Regions from separate parts of the Mus musculus genome. Here region 2 is linked to region 1. A link is a contact called in public Hi-C data. All regions are on one chromosome and are shown on one strand. The core of a region is the stretch at or near the end of the contact, and the rest is flanking DNA. Distances in the headings are between cores, read along the strand shown. Region 1 holds the start of Ttpal (tocopherol (alpha) transfer protein-like). Region 2 overlaps Pkig (protein kinase inhibitor, gamma).

Region 1 (3,170 bases), core at 498-2,997:
TGAATCACAATGTCAGCATCTGTATTTTCCAATGCTCTTTGTGAATCGCGACCCACAGGTTGGGAACCACTGGTGTAGAAAGTTCACCAATCCAGGTGAGAGGGGACAGTGTATGTGAACTGACTCCTGACTGTCTGAGCTGCTTGGGTGTGAGCTCTGTGGACTAGCACATCTCCCATTCTTGACATGTGTGTAGGTAATCAGTGTGTGATAGTCAGGTCTTGTGCATTAACCTGAATGTAGCACCTAAAAAGCTATAAGACATATAGGTCCCACATCATAAATATTTTATTTTAATGTACTTTTACAGAGGTGTGCTGAGCAAGGGATGGGACAATCTTGATCTCACGGGATCTGCCCTGGGCTGTTTCCATGGCAACTTGTTTCCAACAGGTAGGTGCCTAGAATCCTAATTCATTGCCTGAGATTGACCGCGGTGCCACAGACTATAGAACTAGCCCCAAAGGCCCTCTCCTTTCTCTCCTCCATTTACCAGGGAGGACAAACTAATAATCCACATTCTTAGACTATCTCACACATCTGACACTCTCTGCATGAAGGCTTCTCTCCATGTTAGCTGCCAAGGCCCAACTGCGATGGGATCTAGTCTGTAAATCCCCGCTCCATCCCCCCCCCCCCCCGCCCCCTTCCTCAGGGTGAGTTCCTCCAGGTTTCTACAGCCCTGGGTTCCTATTCGTCTTTAGAAACTTTTACTTAGTGTCACAGGTGTCTACAAGGAACTCTTCTGGGTCAGTTCCCACCCAGTCATTTATCAAAGAATTACTGATGGCCTCCTGTACCTGTCAGGCACTGTGCTGACAGATGCTAGGGACACAGCAGAAAACAATAACGCCTTGCCTCGTGCGGTTTACATCATGGACTGATGCAAAGAGGTCCTACAGGCTGAGGGTTCTGCTTTGAATCAAGCTCCCCATTGTACATCTGTTTCTTTATTTCTTCCTGGGCATTTGTTGCTGGAGATAAACCCCAGGGCCTTGCACATGCAAGGCACCACTCTCCCACTGAACTACACTGTCGGCTCCACATTTCATCTTCACAATAACTGAGCGTGCTGATTATCGTCAGTTGCCACTTTACAAAGGAGGGAACTGACCTCCTACAATGTGAATCATCACTACAGGCCAGAGAACTTGCCTGTGGAGTCACCACAAGACCCAGTGCCGGCTCGCGACAGCACTCCGTCAACATCAGGGGAAGTACGGCAAGCCCTGTCCAGTGAGGCAGAGCGAAGAAGGGTCAAGCCCCACCCTGGTCTCATCATCTCTATCTTCCACCTGCAGCTTCCTGCTGTATCCCCAAGGGCTCAGCAGTGGCTGTCAGCCTCGACAACGACGTGATGGACAGGAAATAAAGCCTGACACCCTCCCCACCTGGAGCCATCTCTCTCTCCGGGGCATCCCCTCTCGTCCACAACAACAGGAGGCAGGAAGCCATCTCTCTCGGAGCCCCAGAGACCTGCGAGCCGCTGACAGCGTCCCAAGGCCCCTACTTCCGGTCTTCGCCCCCTCCCCAGGTGTCCCCATTTCCTGGGGTCTCCCGCCCCTCTGGCCCACTTCCGGCGATCTCGCCCTCTCCGGTCCCTATCTCTGGCCCCTCGGCGCACACCCGGGCTCGTGGGCACTCACCAGCCCGGCGGCGGGCGGAGCGCGGGTCACGGCGGCAGGAGCCTCGGCTGGCAGCGCGCGCAGAACAGACCCGCACTCCCCGGCCGGCCGGCCCGGCCCTCGCGCCGGAAGTGACGCTCGAGCCGCGTGTAGGCGGCGCCCATCCGGGAATGCGCATGAGTGAACTTTGTAGTGCTGACTTGGGGCTTGACACCACCTGGTGGCCCCGGCTGTGCAGCTGAGTTGGGTTTCGGGTGGGGAAACTGAGGCCTCGGGGAGGGAAGCTGGAACACACTGCCATATGCCTAGTGTTCTACATCATTTTCTCATTAAATTGTCTTTTTATTTATTTATTTTCATTTTATATATATATATATATTTTTTTTTTTCAATCCCCCTGCCTGCTGTGACCTCTAGAGAAGCGGCAAATCAATGCAGAAACCAGCTTCAGACCTAGACCTCAGGCTTATCATTTGCAGAACTACTCTGTCCTCAGCTGATGTCTGGACTGGCTGCCTGTGTCAGTATGCCATCAGCTGAGCCGCTTTGGCCAAGTGCACTAGCCTCTTCGCCTCTATTTCTTCGTGAATAACGATTCTTGCCCTGGACCCCGACTCAGAAACTACTTGTTTCCTGCTCTGGGGCTCACAATGTTGTCTCGAGACAGCAGTAGTTTGAAAAGGAGTTTATTAACTCCACATCTGACCCATTTACTAGCCTCACCACACATACCCATGGTTTGTGCAACTGTAATTTCGAGGCAAATCTCTTTTAGGTAGAATAAGGACAACAGACCATTTCTAGAGAGAAATTTCGTCGGTCTAAGAAAATGTCATATTCAAAGGGATAACCTTAAGTCCCTCATCCTTTCCCTACCTTATGAATAAGTGGAGTCCTAGAGTGGTGGGAAGTGACCTTCAAGGACATAAGGACACAATGGATTTTGCCAGATGTCAAACTAAATATGTGAGAGGGGTTCGAGGTACCCTGGGAATTCTGAGTTATGTTTATCTGTTTTGTTTGTTTTTAATAGAGGGTGCCTTTGTAGACCAGCTGGCCCCCAACTCATGACTCTTGCGCCTTGTCTTCTGAGACAGTGAGTGTGTGCCGCCACCCCAGGTTACAAGTCATGAGACTTGCAGTCCTCCCTTCTCTCCAGTCACCAGCTTCTAGGCTGCCAAATAAAATATAGAACTCTCAGTTAAATTTGAATTTCAGATAAACAAAGGTCTATTTTTAAGACTAGGTTCCTTATGTAACATTTGGGACACATACTTTAGAAATGTTTGTTTCTCAGAAACTCACATTTAAATAGGTGTCCTGTCCCCCGTCCGCGCCCCCCCCCCGCCCAAATCTAAGTGTTAGTTTCCTGTTCCATTTATAACAAATTACTACATAGTGACTTCAAATAACACAAATGTATTTTGTTGCTTTGCTAAAGACACCGGGGAGCTGGGAAGGCTGCTGTCTCTCTGGGTACTGGTTCTCTTTTCCAACTTGCAGAAGCTACTGAGCTACTGGTATTATTTGGTCCATGGTCTTCCC
Region 2 (3,398 bases), core at 888-3,387, 96 kb before region 1:
GATCTGAGTTTGGGGATAGCCTAGTCTACACATCAAGTTCTGGCCAAGCCAGGGCTACACAGTAAGATTCTGTCTCAAAACAAATAAACCAAAATAAATAAAAATTTAAAAGGTTGGGGGCTGGAGAGATGGCTCAGTGGTTAAGAGGACTGACTGCTGCTCTTCCAAAGGTCCTGAGTTCAAATTCCAGCAACCACATGATGGCTTACAACCAACCATAATGAGATCTGATGCCCCTCTTCTGGGGTGTTTGAAGACAGCTATTTATATAATAAATAAATCTTTAAAAAAAATTTTTAAAGGTCATAATATCCCCCTTCAAATTCCTACCACAACACCATGCAGGAGCCCTAACACCCACAGTTTTGACTAGAGGTCAAGACCAATGGAGGTGGCAGCCCCTCCTCTCTCAGATGGTAGCTCATGTCTGTCTGTCATGCAGTCCAGAACATGGACTGTAATTGGAGGAAAGGGAACATCACAATGCACACTATAGAAACAAATCATCAGAACATCACTGATGACTTTAGACTCCAAGTCACCCATCCCTTTAGTTGGGGTCCCCAATCCAGGCTATCCCTGGTGGGGGGGGGCACTGCACTTTGTGAGGAAGGGTTCCTTCCAGTCCTCTGAAGCGTGGGAGACAGGAAGGTAAATGAGAAAGTGCCTTGCGGTGGCTGCAGCTTCCAGTTGCTTCCAGCACTAGCGCTGCAAAGCTGTAAGTACAGGAACTGGAGGGAGCAAGCACGTGCTAAGAGAGCGGCCGAACTCAGAGTCTCTGCTGGATCCACTGACTTAGCACATCATAGCCCTGCCACACACTTCTCTTGCTCCACTTGGCACACGCAGTAACTGTTCACTCCCCTGCTGTCTTCCCTGGATCACAGGGCTTGGGAGGTACCCCACTGTGGAGTGTTTGCCTGACATGAACTTGGCTTAAACATCAATGCTTTGTTTAAAACAAACAATACAAACAAACAAAAAAACAACCACCAACAACCCAGAAATCATGTGGAATTTTGACCCAGGCCTGGTATCATACACCTCTAATTTATAGCATGACAGAGGCAGAGGAAAGACGCATGGTAAAGGCAAGCCTCAGCTATTTAGTGAGTGTGAGTCAGCCTGGACTAGATAAGATCCTGTCTCAGAAATAAAGTGGGTGGAGGATAGGACACAACAAAAGCTGTGTCTATGGTCCTTGCGTTAGTGCTTAATATTGTGGGAATGTGACGGCCAGCCCGACCTGATGGCACTGTGTTATTGCTTGCCCAGGGAGAAACCATTCCATCCCAGTCATTAATGTCACTTCTTTCCATTTTCCCGGGGTGGTTTAGTTTGTATGACAATGTATACATGACTCCCCTATGGTGGCTAAGGAACTTAAGGCTGTACCGGGCACCCCTTAAGTAGTCATTGACCTTTTTGTCCTGAGATGCATGAGAGATCCTAGGGGCCTGAAGATGGTGTTGCTGCTGTGAACTAACTCCGTGCTGTGGCTTTTGTAAACCCACCTTAGCTGTGGGCAGGATGAAATGGTCTCTTTACTGCTGTACAATGGAGCTGAGAAGAACTGAGGGCCATGAAGCAATTTTCTTGCCCAGCTGTGGATTCCAATGAGCAGGAGGTAACTGTGATGCCCACCATTATGAACCCTTCCTTTAGCACCCTTTGGCTCTAAGGCTGCCATCCTGCTGGCAGTAAGAATAAATTCAGTTCATCTAAATTTGAATTGAGTCTAAGTCTTTGGTCTTTGCCAGTGGATTCAAACTCCCCAACAGCAGGGGAGCCCTGAGCACAAATTTACCAAATGGTAGAGGCTGCATCTCTGAAGTACACAGAGCTGACCTAGAGCCTGGGACATAAGTGTGCATGAACTACCAGACACTTCCTTTCTTTGGGGCTCTGAAGGTCCTTATCCTGTCCAAAGAGCCAAATGGAAGCAGTCATTTTTTCGAATATCGACAAAGCTCTTACACTGGGAAATGTTGGCTCCACAGAGTGCTAAGTTCTAATGTGCACTTCAGAGCTGAGTGCAGCGCTCGGAGAAACCATGCCTTTTAGAGGAAGCCAGGCCAGTGTTGAAGCATTTCCGGGCGATGGTGAGCACAGCTGTGGGCCATGAGTAATAACTGTTTCCAAGCGTTCCCACCTCTGTCTCTGTAGGAATCACTTCTGGCGCCTCTCCCTCAGCTGAGGAGACTGGGGGTGCTCAGCAGCGTCTCCCTGCAGCTGCCAGGCCAGGGCCCTCGGCCCCCCCCCGCCCCCCCCCCCCCGCGAGAGAAGCACCACTTCTTTCGGCCTCTGTGTTGATGGCTAACTTCAAGTTGAACATTTGGGGTCCGGGTGACAGAAAGCAGCCCTGAAGCCTGGCTTGTAGAGCCAAGAGGCATTCCTGAGGTCCTCACAGACACACTGCCCTGTGAGTGCACACACCAGCACTCTCCCTCCTGTGGTACAGCAGCAGTCCAGAGCATACAGTTTGATTTTACTTTGTTGTCTTGTTGCTGGTGGTGGTGGTGTGTGTGTGCACACAAGCACACCCTGCCGTGTCAGTTCTCTCCTTCCTCATTATTCTGAGACCTGAACTCAGATGGACAGATGTGTGCAGCAAGCTCTTTCACCCTCTAAGCCACCTTTATGGCCTTGTGGTTTTTGTTTTTTGGGTTTTTTTTTTTTTAGTTTTTTTGAGACAGGGTTTCTCTGTATAGCCCTGGAACTCACTCTGTAGACCAGGCTGGCCTCGAACTCAGAAATTCGCCTGCCTCTGCCTCCCAAGTGTTGTGTTTTGTTTTTATCTTGTTGTTTATTTGTTTGTTTGGGTGACAAGGTTTCACAGCCCAGGTTGGCCTGGAACTCATTCTATATAGGCTTGTGGTTCAGAATAGCCTGAAACTCATGGCTATCCTCCTGCCTTAGCATCAAGTGCTAGGACTACAGGTGTGAATTGCCATGCCCATCTGAGTTTGGTACTAATATATAGGTGCTAATTTACTGTATTTCATCTACCCCCACAACACCCTGTGGGATTGATCTGAATGTGGTCCCAGCTTTGCCCACCTCTATTCCTAAGATGCTGTAAACTCGCCTCCAGGGTGGAACACGTCAAGAAAGCCTTGTAATGGCACTATGGTAGCACAAACAAGAAACTAAAGCCACCCTCACCTTGCATATGAAGAAGACATGCCACCTCTTTCCACCCCAGTTTCCATGCAGGGACCCGGCAGCCCAAACTCCACCCTTTCAGAGCAGCATGGCCTCATTACCACCTTAGAAAGAAGGATGGCTTCTGTCCAGAGTCACCAATGCTTGGGACCAGGCTGGGGGGGGGGGGGAGGCACAGAAAAATATCTAGGCCTCCCACTGTCCTTGCTACAGGGTAGCTACAGGTTCACCTT

The links. Hi-C and Micro-C count contacts between places; a contact is called where the count stands out from the background.
Region 2: a contact with region 1 is called in a Hi-C map of the G1E-ER4 cell line, with 2.8 times the contacts expected there. The contact joins the enhancer-like site here to the promoter of Ttpal in region 1. A contact is called at or near these places in 4 of 39 promoter capture datasets (the C10 cell line, cranial neural crest, liver and 1 more), 7 of 484 Hi-C or Micro-C datasets (B cells, CD4 single positive thymocytes, the G1E-ER4 cell line and 1 more), 4 of 115 datasets of contacts at active chromatin or transcription factors (bone marrow-derived macrophages, double positive thymocytes, embryonic stem cells and 1 more) and 3 of 9 other capture datasets (adipose tissue, liver and pancreatic islet).

What each region holds. Positions count from the first base shown.
Region 1 is chr2:163,600,891-163,604,060 of GRCm38.p6, reverse strand. Ttpal (tocopherol (alpha) transfer protein-like) reads right to left here and starts at 1,747. Exons shown (of 5, transcript NM_181734.3): 1 at 1,647-1,747.
Region 2 is chr2:163,696,975-163,700,372 of GRCm38.p6, reverse strand. All of the region lies in intron 1 of Pkig (protein kinase inhibitor, gamma), which reads right to left. Among named protein-coding and RNA genes, the nearest start is that of Gm16316, 6.6 kb to the right of the region's middle. Within about 2 kb of position 2,137, at least 152 of the 459 cell types and tissues checked have an H3K27ac peak or open chromatin away from gene starts, as enhancers often do. A contact at or near this core is called in CD4 single positive thymocytes, the G1E-ER4 cell line, adipose tissue and 2 more, where this site is marked.